Regions from separate parts of the Mus musculus genome. Here regions 1, 3 and 4 are each linked to region 2. Evidence: chromatin contacts called from public Hi-C and Micro-C data. All regions are on one chromosome and are shown on one strand. Each heading gives the region's core, a stretch centred on a gene start, on an enhancer-like site or on the middle of the called end of the contact. The rest is flanking DNA. Distances are from core to core; before and after follow the strand shown. Region 1 has its middle 17 kb from the start of Bmpr1b. Region 2 overlaps Bmpr1b (bone morphogenetic protein receptor, type 1B). Region 3 overlaps Pdlim5 (PDZ and LIM domain 5). Region 4 overlaps Pdlim5 (PDZ and LIM domain 5).

Region 1 (2,788 bases), core at 36-2,535, 140 kb before region 2:
TTTCCTTCCCCTTAACCCTAACAAAACTGTACATCTTTGTCTTCCCAGCCTTACCACAGCTCCATCATTTAGTGAAAGCTTGCTCGCTGAGTGAATGGGAGCAGAACAGCCTGGCCTGTGCCTATAGGGACTCTCCAGAGGAGACTAGAAATCTCCATGCAAGCTGACCTAAAAGAAAACAAAGCTCTTTGCAGAGAGGTGGCGGTAACCTGTTCAACACTGTGAAGCAAAGAAGACCTAGAACTTCAAGCACTCAAGTTCATTTGTCTTCCAACTGTCAGATACGCTCTTCATGCATAGTTACTGACTAGCTAAGCATTTACTCAGTCATACTAAACTAGCTTGTACTATGCTTTGACTAATATCAGATATAATCCTAAATATTGGAGCTAGCGTGGCCAATAGTGCCCAAACCTTGCTTTCATACCTGAGTGAGAAAAAGAGCATGCATGGAGTCATTACTACATTTTACATTTCTTACAAAAGTAATTTACAGAAAGGATTTAAAAAAAATAATGTAGACAGTGAATTTGCATCATAGTGTTTGTTAGTGGCAGGCAACAAGTTTCTACCTCTGGTTTCCATAAATGTATGTACACACATGTGCACACATGTGTAAATACACACGTGCACACGCTGCGGCAGAGGACAGAAAAGGAGGGAGAGCTGGCTCTCTCCTCATTTCAAATATGTGCAAATATTCACGACACAGTGTGGGACCTAGATCAGAGGTGTCGGGCACAGAAACTGAAAGTCTATCCTTTCTCAGACAGATCTTTAGTCTCCATTAATTAGAGCTACGAATAATGATATGGATACAACAAATTTTGATTTATTCTATCAATATAATAGATTATTGTGCTAGTAATAGAAATAAGTGGATTGTTAGGCTAAAGGGGCTTGAGAGACCCAGAATTATTGGTATGTATTAATAAAAATTCTCCAAAGAAGCTATGCAAATATATACTGATTCATGTTTACAGATTCTCAACTGTTCATATCTTCAACAATGTCAAATATTACCAGTATTCTCACTTCGAACTTGTGACCTATACATGTTTTATTGCTTATATCAATGCATGATGAATTTATTCATGTCTGAAAAATTTTTATTTTATGTGTATGAGTATTTTGCCTGCATGTGTGTTTGTGCAATCTTGGTTTCTCTTTCGACACATTTCCCAGATTTGGCTCTGAATATTTTCCAGTAACTTTATGGTGTCAGCTTAGGCAATCCAACAGTGACCAATCCACACATCTGACTGCCTCCCAAGAAGTGAAGGAATCCTGCTGATGGTTCAACCCACGCTCCTGTCACTGCCTACAATCCTATCTTCCCATTACCCATATACTTACTTAGGGCTGCATTTGAAAATTATTATGAGAGTTTTGTTAAGGTTATAATTCTTTGCTTAAAATTTGAAAACTATATACAAATCAATTCAGCATATATACCTTTTATTTGGAAACATTCACCTTCTATGTGGGCTTTTACTAGAGCTTCTTATATATTTAAGATAATGTAGCAGATAAAATGTCGATTTTTATTTCTGCTATGATAGACCACACTATGGACCTTATATCATCATTTCAGATAATCTGTTATTTCCTCTTACTTATTATTTTCACATATATTCCTTATATGAGTGTATCTGTGTATATATGTCGGTGTGTGCACATGTGTGTGTGCTTTTGCATGTACACATGTATGCACATGCAGGTGGAGGCCAGGGGACAATTTCAAGTGTTGTTCTTCAAGAGCAGTATGTGTTGTTTAGAACAGCCTCTCATTGGTCCGGGACTCGTTGATTCAGCTATGCTGGCTGTACAGTGAACGGCCGACCCTCCTGTCTCTACCTCCTCAGAGCTCTGATTACAGACATGTGTCACCACACTTGGCTCTTGTTACCCAGACTCTGGGGAATGAACTGAGGTCCCCAAGCTTGCCCAACAAGCATTTTTACCGATGAAGCTATCTCTTCCATCTGAGTTTAATGTTAATGGCAGCATATGGCCCTAATATGTAACGGCAGAGATTCCTCTGGTTACACACAACCTTGTAATAAATAAAATGGCATGATAAGTACCTTACTCATAAACCTTTTTCTTGCAGTTGGGATAGCTTTAAAATCTAGTGTCACCGAATACAGAAACTCAAATGTCTTGGGCATATTTTGTTTCTGTTTGGTTGTTTTCAAGATGTGTTTTTCTTTTTCTTTTTTTTTTTTTTTTCATTTTTATGTGTATGCACGTTTGCCTGCATGCATCTGTGTGCACTACCTGTGTGCCTGGTGCCCAGGGATGACAGACAAGGTGGAAGCTGAGCTTGTGGATGGTTGTCTGCCACCACAAGGTGCTGGAAACAAACCCTGGTCATCCCTCAGTCCGAAGAGCAAGGGCTCTGAGCTGCTGAGTCAGGCCCCAGCCCCGACTCAAAAGATTTCTCCGTCGAATCTTTGCTTCAAATTTCATTTTTAATTGAAGGTTTTTTTTTGTAATTTATTTATTTTTTATTAATTAAATTTGTTCTTTGACAATTTTATACAGGTATGCGATACATTCTAGTCACTCCCAGTCCACCCTCTCTTAGCTCCCTCTTGCCTCAGCTGGCTCCTTCTCATCCCCCTTCCCCTACTGCCCTCTTTTCCATGTCTGTGGTAGTTTTGTTTTACCATCTACTGAGTTTAACCACGGTAGTCAGGATGACCATACCTATGGACCTAGATAGTGAGCCTAATGGGCACACCATGGGCACACATCTGAAGATAATGACCTACCCAGAATCCAT
Region 2 (2,700 bases), core at 43-2,542:
CAATAAATGTGGAGATGGTAATTCTGTTATCTTTTAAAGTGTATGAGATTTCGAAAAATACAATCATGTAAGAGGTTGGCTTTGAAATGACTTTAGCATCAACTTGCTTTATTCATGTACATAGTAAATGCCAGGGAAGTGGCACTTGCATTATTTCAGACTTTCACATGGATTTTTTTTTTCTCCTTAACATTCAATGAAGGGGGCAGGATGGAGGCTCAGTGGCTGTGCAAACAGGAGAACCCGAGTTCGAACCCTGGGACCCACCTAGGCATGGCAATAGGTGCTTGCAAACCTAGTGTTGGAGGGTGGAGGATCCTGGGAGCTTGCTGCACAGCCAGGCCACCCAAGTAGACGGCAAGCTTCTGGTTTCACAGTAATAAGATGGAGGCAGACACCCACCATCCTGCTCTGGCCATTCACTGTATGTGTGCAAGGGCTAGCATGCTCACATGTTCATATGTATGTATCATACACCACAGACTCAGACACAGACACACACACACAAGTCTATTATGGGTCATCGCTGAGAGAGAAGTTGAAGCAGTGTTGTATATGACATTCTACTCTAAGTTTAAAAAAGTTTATTTTTAATAGCTTTCAGCTTTAAAGGCTTTGGAATTTTTAGTTCATATTTTGGCAGAGACCATGTGAATTATTTCGGATAAATGATGTTAGAATGAATTTCTTCACTGAGTCACGCTCTGCTTGTGAATCACTTTATACACATGCTTCAAAGATGGTGACATTTTCTTTAGTCTAAGGTGATCATATCTGTCACCATAAATCCTCTTCGGAGAAAAATCCCGTAAAAAATGACTTTTTTATTCTTTATTAAATGGCTAATCATTTTTTTTTGTTTTCCATTTTACTGCTTTAGACAGATATAGAGTGCTTAGTTTTAATTGTATTTAGGATTCATAGACTTTCATTTACCGCTACTTCTGTGGTAAAGTAGAATGGGCTAATGTAGAATGCGCTACAATAGTTTCAAAAGAAGTTTTATAGTTAAGTTGTAGTCTCAATTTTGTGCTAACTGTCCACACTATTTTACACTTAATTAGCAAACTCCTCTTTCTGTTAGCTTGTTTTCTGAATGTACCTGCTTCTGAACAGTCAGATCCTATCCTTACGCATCTTTCTTTCCTTGACTTCCCTCTCTCTGCTTTTAGGTTACCCCAGAGGCAGTCACTGTGGTTAAGTTGGGGATTCTGCAATCCTCTGCCTAGCAGGTTCTGTGCTGAGGGCTCTCTTACAGAAAGTCCAGGAATCTTGCCCTAATGGCCATCTCTCCTTACTGTTCGCTGACTCATCTCTAGCAGGCTGAGCAGCCACATCTGTGTCTCTCTGAATGTGCCCCATCTTGGTTTTAAATGTGGTAATGTTCTATTTGCTGAGAGAATCATGATCTGCTTTACCATTTCAATAGATCTTAGTCTACGCTTTTGGTATTAATGACACATGCCGATTTGGCTTTGGAGGTCTGAATCATAAAGGAATCCTTAATAAAGATGAGGAAAACCATGCTGATGAGTCTCAAAGAAGTGGCTCACAGTTGAGGTTTGTTCCTGTCTAGGATTCTCAGTCTCTGTTCAGCCAAGATTTTTCTCTGCTGAATAGTGTTTGGATGGAATTCACATCCTTTCTAGTGACTCCACTTTTTCCTGGCTGAGAAAATCAAATAATTCCTTAGATTGATATTTTCTTCATGTAGCCGTTTTGATAAATCTATCCCTTTATGGTCAAGTCTGGTTGACTTAAGAGCCAAATGCCTTGTTAAAAAAAGCCTTGACAATACCCTTGAAGAACAAATTAAAATGAAGGCCTTTGTCTTGTTTGGTATTTGTTAAATAAAGCAGACTGTTCCAAATACTGATAAATTTTAGACCAAACATTTGTCTATGTCTTTAGGGGCAGAATTCATATAAACATTTATACTTCAGAGGCCACAAACCCATATAAGAGGATTTCATGATTCATGACCACACTCTTTTTAATAGTACTTATCTCTGGCCAGATAATTACTGTGTTTTACCGAGAAAAAATCTCATAGCCTGCATGGTTTCCTCAGTTGCCAAAGACTGTTCATTTTGTCTGCTGTAACCTGGTCAGTTGGGTGGTTTTACAGAGCAGCTCTTGGACTTTTTCATCTCTGCCAGACTTGTTTTGGTCCTCTCCACATGTACAGCTCAGACTGTTTCCCAGCTGTCAACCTTTGAGGACCACTTGGAGCAGTGCTTATACCTCAGCTGTTCATCATTGACGCTGGGGTGTGTAATCTGTCACACAGGGAGACTCGTCCTGAATGCACATGCCTGTGCCTCAGTGGACTGCATGAGGACTGGGATGTGGGAGCAGGCTGAGCTTGGCAATGCTGTTCAGTATCTTTTGGCATACACTTTTGGTGAACACACACTGACTATACCTACATCTAGTCTAAATTAGACATGACTCTTGAAGTGTACCATAAGCCAGCGGTTGTCATATGCACTCTACCTATCCTAAATGATAGGAAAGTCTCTCTGATGGTTTTTGACAGTGAATGGCATTGCATGGGGTGGTGGAAGGGAATTGCACTATGTTAACAGAAAATAAAATTACTTGTTTTTCATCCATGCACCTACTCAGGAGAGCACCAGTGGTGTGTCAGAAGTATTCAGGCCACTTACAGGGTGGTTGCTCGGTCTCTTCTGTTCCTTA
Region 3 (2,700 bases), core at 22-2,521, 230 kb before region 2:
AAACTCACAGAAAGGAAGATCGGCCTGACTCTGTCTCTCAAGTACTGGGATTAAAGGTGTGTGCCATCCGGCCAAGCCAAACAATACAATGAAATCTCGGTGCTTCTATTCACCCTCCCCACTGCTTTGCTTTGTCTTTGTCTCCCTCCTCCCCATCTCTTTCTCACTCCTAAAGGAGATGTCTCAGACCGTAGACTGAAAGCGGGCATTCTTTTGTGGACACTGCAAGTTGTCACTGACGCTCCTCTCTGAATGCTTGCCAGGCTCTTCGGCCCTGAAAACTCCCAGTCTCTTCTGGATGCACTGTGCATCAGCACTGTCCCCAAGCCTCTAGCTCTTTCCTGTCTTCAGTCCTCTGAGGAGTCGAGTGGCTCTGTCCACGTTAAGAAGAGCAGGTACTATGGAGGGACCATGGCTTGTGGAAGGTTGTTTCCTCTAACAGCACACTATGATGTAACAGGCCAGATGCAAAGGTTGCAGGACTGATGTAAGCTGTGTTGAATTAGCTGCACTTTCAATGCAGTGCCCAAGCCCATGCATGCTCTCTCATTGGCCTGTCGCTCACCTTCTAATCCATTACGATGTCTTTAATAGCACTCTTGATGTTTGGTATGAGGTCATGAATAATTTTGCCAATATTTAAACTGTAGTGGAATCTGGGCTTTTATTACATGGCTACAGCTGCAGTACCATAGTCAAATGATTAATAATCCATGCATTTTTAAAAGATGGAAAGCAATATAATTATTATGGCTGACTACTATCTTATAGTCCATATGCATGAGAATTTTACTTGAAAAGTTATTTAATTTTTACTGTATGTGCTAAATGCATGTGTTCAGCTTTATATTGCTGTGATAATATACATGGGATAAGCAGTTTGTGCAGAGGTAAGGATTGTTGTGGCTTGTGGTTTGGGGTTTCGGTGTGTGGTTGCCTGGCTCCATTGCTTTTGTGCCTGTGATCAGGACCATGTGTTAGAGCTGAGCTGTTTAACCTCACAGTGGCAGGAAAGGGGAGGGGCTGGGTCCCCATGCTATCTGTAAGGGCACACTGCTTATCACCTGACTGCCTCCCAATGGTGCTCACCTCCTCAAGGGTACACCACTTCCCATAGTGCCACAGGCAACCACTTAAGCTTTTCCAGAGCCAAACTATAGAAAATCAGAAATAATTACAGAAAATTAATGGTTAACCCAGAAGTTACTAAGCATAATACAGAGATAAAAATAGCCCAGGGTTGGCTAAATGTGTAATCTCAGTGAGTCAGGCAGAGAACATATGTTGTGTCAAATGTAAAATCAGTAGCAAAGTAAACGTCTACCACTGTAGCTAGTGGTGGTCGGCTATAACGAGCTGTCAGTCTCTGGCTACCCAGCATTACAGAGCTTCTCATTATGCTACACTGCAGTTCTACAGTAGTTAGTAAAGTGTTTAAGTTGGTGTCAGGGAGAGCAGACCATTTCTAAGGGAAAACACTGAAGTTGTTTAAATTTTAGGTTCTTGAGTCTAGTTGGACCACACTTTAAGAACTGGATGGGATGTTATGTGACTCTACTCCTTCAGAGTTCCTTGGTCATCATCACATAGGTAATACCTGCAGCTCCAGCCTGAAAGAAGCTCTCTGGGAACCCTGTGAGAGGGAACATTAGTAGTCCGTGCTTTGCCTTTTATCAGCGGCGATACACAAAGCACATATTTTGATATTTGAGACAGGGTGTAGAGTTAGGAGCATGACTCAGTGGAATGCTTGTCTAAGAGCTGAGGATCTGGGTTCTGTTTCTATCACTGGAAAAATAACCATAATGTACATAAGTACACATGACTTAGATTTTTATAGCTTCTTTATAGTGTGCCTCAGATCCTTAATGTTTGAAAAGTAAGTTTAAAATTTAAGTATTAGGTGTTAGTGGGGAGAGAATTTATATAAACCCTTGTATAAAAAAATACAACCTAAATTAAAACATGTTAGCTTACAATAATCTTCATAGGACTTTTAACTTAATTTAAATAATTGTAATTTAAAATTGTACCTCAGATTAAAATCCAGAACTGAAACTATACTTATAAGTAAATTGTTACATGAAGTATTAATTTAGTAACCATATTCACTAACAATATCATTACCATTAAACTACACACTTAGAACATAGATACAATTATCAGTGCCATTTTCAACACTTAACTCAGTGTTGAGGATTGTACAAGTACTTTAGTTCATGCTTGTTATAACCCTGGAAGAAAGGCAATATATTTGTACTGTTTGAAGATAAAGAACTTTACTAAGGTTAAGTAATATACTCCTAGCATGGCAGAGTTCCCATCCTTAAGTAATCTTAATGTAGTGAAGACAAGGTACATATAAAACTTACAGTTTTTAAAACAGCCATCACAAGTGAATGTACATTTATATGCCAGATATTAAATAAATGATAATAAATAGATAAGTTAATTACAAGTAGTTAATTTGTAACAGCTTGAGGAGTTAAATATAGAATAGTGTTAAAAATAGAATAACTGCCTATGGTAGAGCACAGCACTAAGTGGGTACTTTTAGTTCTTCTGTTAAGCACAGGTAGAACTCGGATGCTTGCAAAAGGAAGGTGTTGAAGGGTACCTGTCGTACAAAGTCTGCCTGGAAAGAATAGTAAAATGTAGTGCGGAGAATAAGGATGTCCGGAAGCCATAGTTTCTGTGACA
Region 4 (2,938 bases), core at 256-2,755, 210 kb before region 2:
TTTAGTGTGTGTAACATTTCTACCATACCTTCAAGAACATAGTCGGCTGTTGAATTAGAACTCAAAAGTGTCACATTGATATGGACCAGTTATTTATACAAGCCCAAGATTAGCTTCAGTGTTTCAAAAGGAGCACCCCTCTCAGTCCAGACTGTTTTTCACATCATAAACTCACACATGACTTCTTCTCATATACGAGCTAGAGCAGTGGACACTTGTCTTTTCTCTTTCTAGCAGCATTCGTATTCGTTAACATTTTAAATAACGGCTCACTCTTCTAACAATGAAAGTAAAGTAATACATGATTTTTATAAGGAATCAGAATTTTTATAGTTATTTCTAGGTTAATTCCCATAATTTTCCTTGTTGCTTACTTTTTAAAAACTATACAAACACAAACACATAACTCCTTTTAATTATTTTTCAAAACATAAGATATCCAATCTTACATATGCCTTATTCAAAAAATTTTACACCTATTAAAGACTCAAGAATAGATAGCTATGTTTAAAACAACAGTCACACTATGTACTGGCTGGTTTTGTGTGTCAACTTGACACAAGCTGGGGTTATTACAGAGAAAGGAGCATCTCTCCAGGAAATGCCTTCATGAGATCCAGCTGTAAGGCATCTTCTCAGTGATCAAGGGAGGTTCCATTATGAGTGGTGCCATCCCTGGGCTGGTAGCCCTGGATTCTATAAGAAAGCAAACTGAGCAAGCCAGGGGAAGCAAGCCAGTAAGCGGCATTTCTCCATGGCCTCTGCATCCAGTCCTGCCTCCAAGTTCCTACCCTATTTTAATTAGTTCCTGTCTTGACTACCTTTGGTGATGAACAGCAATGAGGAAGTGTAAGCTGAATAAACCTTTTCCTCCCCAACTTGCTTCTTGGTCATGATGCAGGAATAGAAACCCTGACTAAGACACACTGTGAATACACAGATTTTAGTCCCTTGTCTCTTTTGGCTTGTGAATCTGTAATGAAGTCTCATGACAGGAGTGTGTGGCAGAGGAAGCCCATCCACCTCACAGCCCATATCAAGAGATCATGCTGGGTGTAAACTCCTACTAGGTCCTACTTTTTAAAAGGGTCTTCCACCAACTCCTAGCACCTTGGATGGGGACATAAAGCCATATCTTATGTACTTCTCAGAAACATTTTATATCTGAACTGTATTGTACTGTAAGAAAATCAATTATTTGTTGGTCTATAACTTTTTTTAAACTTCATGAAGGCATAAATCGTTCTTATTCATAGTAGTAGAGCTGAGCTCATAGCTCAGTGCTGAGTAGTTCATAGGGCAGTTGTCACTTCACGTCCATGGCCGTGCTTTTCTGGCCGTGCATTTTTCATCTGTTCAGTGGTAGCAATAGCATTCTTGTAATGATGAAACAGATCCCTTCTTCTCTATTTCCTTTCATTTCTAAGTATAACAACTAATCCATAGATGTGTGGGTGGCTTCGAATGTGTTGTTTTGTAGATGTATGTGTGCTTTTATGTGTGTGGGTGTGGGTGTGTGCCTGTGAGCAAGACCTCATGTGGCAAGAAATGGAGAAATGTAAGACATAACAGATTTGATACGTCATCATGACACATATTTTTAAAACTAGTAACTAAACCGTTCGCCATTCTGTACATTTTACTTGATTAATTTAACAATTTTTTATTTGCTGAGCAATCTAGTATACTGATAAAAGTGTTTAATCCATGTTTAAGTTATTTGATGTTAATGTTTGTAAACACTAAATGTTGAAAAGCAAATGGAATGACCGGGTATAGATGGGTGTCATTAAAACCATTGAAAAACTCTACAATATTAGTTAATGAAAGGGACATTTCCACGGTCTATTGAATAATAGCTAATGGCTTTGAATTTCTAGAGAGCTTTGTGGTGCTGAAATATGTTTATTACAAAAGGAAAACATTTCAAACAAAGTCCAGTACATATCATCCACAGAAGAATCCAAGTTTAATGAAAATTGTTCAGGATTAAGGTTGAAGAAGAAAGCTAATCTAAAGTGGGGCTCACTTCCCACTGTACTGACTCATGACTGTTTTGTGGCTTAAATTTCCACAGCATGAAGTAGGGTGATTCTGTGTTCTTATGTGATGGTCTTACTAGAAAATAAAGGGAAAGAAAAACAGTGCTATCAATAAATAAATTGTCATCAAGACAGTCAATTTTTACAGTGGGTTCAATATATTTGCAGCATCTCATCTCCATGGTGAGTTTTTTTCTGAGATGGTGCAGTAAATCATGGAAACAGAACTCACTTTATTATTCACCCAATGCCTCACTTTCTTACACCTCATCTTGCCAAGAGTAGCCGTTCCTATACTAAAAAAGAATGAGACTCCGTCCAACGAAACCGTATCATGTAACCGTGTCTTGTGACTGTTCAGGGCCCAGTTGTTACCAGGACTGCATAGCTTTGTGTGCTGGCCAGTGTGCTAGCGCACAGCATCAAACAAGTGTGAGAATTTCCTTCACATCCAAGGTGGCATGTAAGGCTAACAGGAAGCTAAGTGTGGTGGCACTTAGAGCCTTCTTATTTGTGTTTAAGATACGGCCACATAGTTTGTGATTAAAAACTCTTCATATAAATAAGTTAGTTCCTCATGCACCTTCTTGAGGCCTGTGCCAGATGGATTATGTCCTATTCTACAGTGACTGTTTAAGGATTTTTGTACTCATTTATTGCTTAGAAATGTCCGGATGAGTCAGTACTTTAGGGCTTATGCATAGATAATGTGATATGGTAGATGAAAGGGTTTCATTCTCTTTGAGGTCTGATTTCCAGACTTTCCAATTAGTAACTTTTGCATTTGAAACCCTAACCCTAATCCACATTGAAGAAATGGCTTTCTGTATAGTCTAAGGGCAGAGACAACAAAGTGAATGGACCTTCTTTTTCATGTTTGATTAAGTCCCTTTCAC

What was found. Hi-C and Micro-C count contacts between places; a contact is called where the count stands out from the background.
Region 1: a Hi-C map of adipose-derived mesenchymal stem cells shows a contact between it and region 2, with 1.9 times the contacts expected there. The contact joins two enhancer-like sites. A contact is called at or near these places in 3 of 39 promoter capture datasets (cranial neural crest, frontonasal cranial neural crest and maxillary cranial neural crest), 3 of 484 Hi-C or Micro-C datasets (adipose-derived mesenchymal stem cells, cerebral cortex and nephron progenitors) and 2 of 9 other capture datasets (adipose tissue and pancreatic islet).
Region 3: a contact with region 2 is called in a Micro-C map of granulosa cells, with 3 times the contacts expected there. The contact joins two enhancer-like sites. A contact is called at or near these places in 1 of 15 datasets of contacts at CTCF or cohesin (pro-B cells), 40 of 484 Hi-C or Micro-C datasets (the C2C12 cell line, CD8 T cells, the G1E-ER4 cell line and 24 more) and 3 of 115 datasets of contacts at active chromatin or transcription factors (bone marrow-derived macrophages, embryonic stem cells and fibro-adipogenic progenitors).
Region 4: a contact with region 2 is called in a Hi-C map of embryonic fibroblasts, with 3 times the contacts expected there. The contact joins two enhancer-like sites. A contact is called at or near these places in 17 of 484 Hi-C or Micro-C datasets (the AML12 cell line, the C2C12 cell line, CD8 T cells and 10 more) and 1 of 115 datasets of contacts at active chromatin or transcription factors (embryonic stem cells).

What each region holds. Positions count from the first base shown.
Region 1 is chr3:142,185,163-142,187,950 of GRCm38.p6, reverse strand. No RefSeq gene overlaps it. Among named protein-coding and RNA genes, the nearest start is that of Bmpr1b, 17 kb to the right of the region's middle. Within about 2 kb of position 1,285, at least 3 of the 459 cell types and tissues checked have an H3K27ac peak or open chromatin away from gene starts, as enhancers often do. A contact at or near this core is called in adipose-derived mesenchymal stem cells, where this site is marked.
Region 2 is chr3:142,049,398-142,052,097 of GRCm38.p6, reverse strand. The region is part of intron 1 of Bmpr1b (bone morphogenetic protein receptor, type 1B); the gene reads left to right. Among named protein-coding and RNA genes, the nearest start is that of Bmpr1b, 120 kb to the left of the region's middle. Within about 2 kb of position 1,292, at least 20 of the 459 cell types and tissues checked have an H3K27ac peak or open chromatin away from gene starts, as enhancers often do. A contact at or near this core is called in the C2C12 cell line, the HL-1 cell line, adipose-derived mesenchymal stem cells and 2 more, where this site is marked.
Region 3 is chr3:142,279,547-142,282,246 of GRCm38.p6, reverse strand. The region is part of intron 7 of Pdlim5 (PDZ and LIM domain 5); the gene reads left to right. Among named protein-coding and RNA genes, the nearest start is that of Bmpr1b, 110 kb to the right of the region's middle. Within about 2 kb of position 1,271, at least 69 of the 459 cell types and tissues checked have an H3K27ac peak or open chromatin away from gene starts, as enhancers often do. A contact at or near this core is called in the C2C12 cell line, the HL-1 cell line and granulosa cells, where this site is marked.
Region 4 is chr3:142,261,823-142,264,760 of GRCm38.p6, reverse strand. The region is part of intron 8 of Pdlim5 (PDZ and LIM domain 5); the gene reads left to right. Among named protein-coding and RNA genes, the nearest start is that of Bmpr1b, 94 kb to the right of the region's middle. Within about 2 kb of position 1,505, at least 6 of the 459 cell types and tissues checked have an H3K27ac peak or open chromatin away from gene starts, as enhancers often do. A contact at or near this core is called in the C2C12 cell line and embryonic fibroblasts, where this site is marked.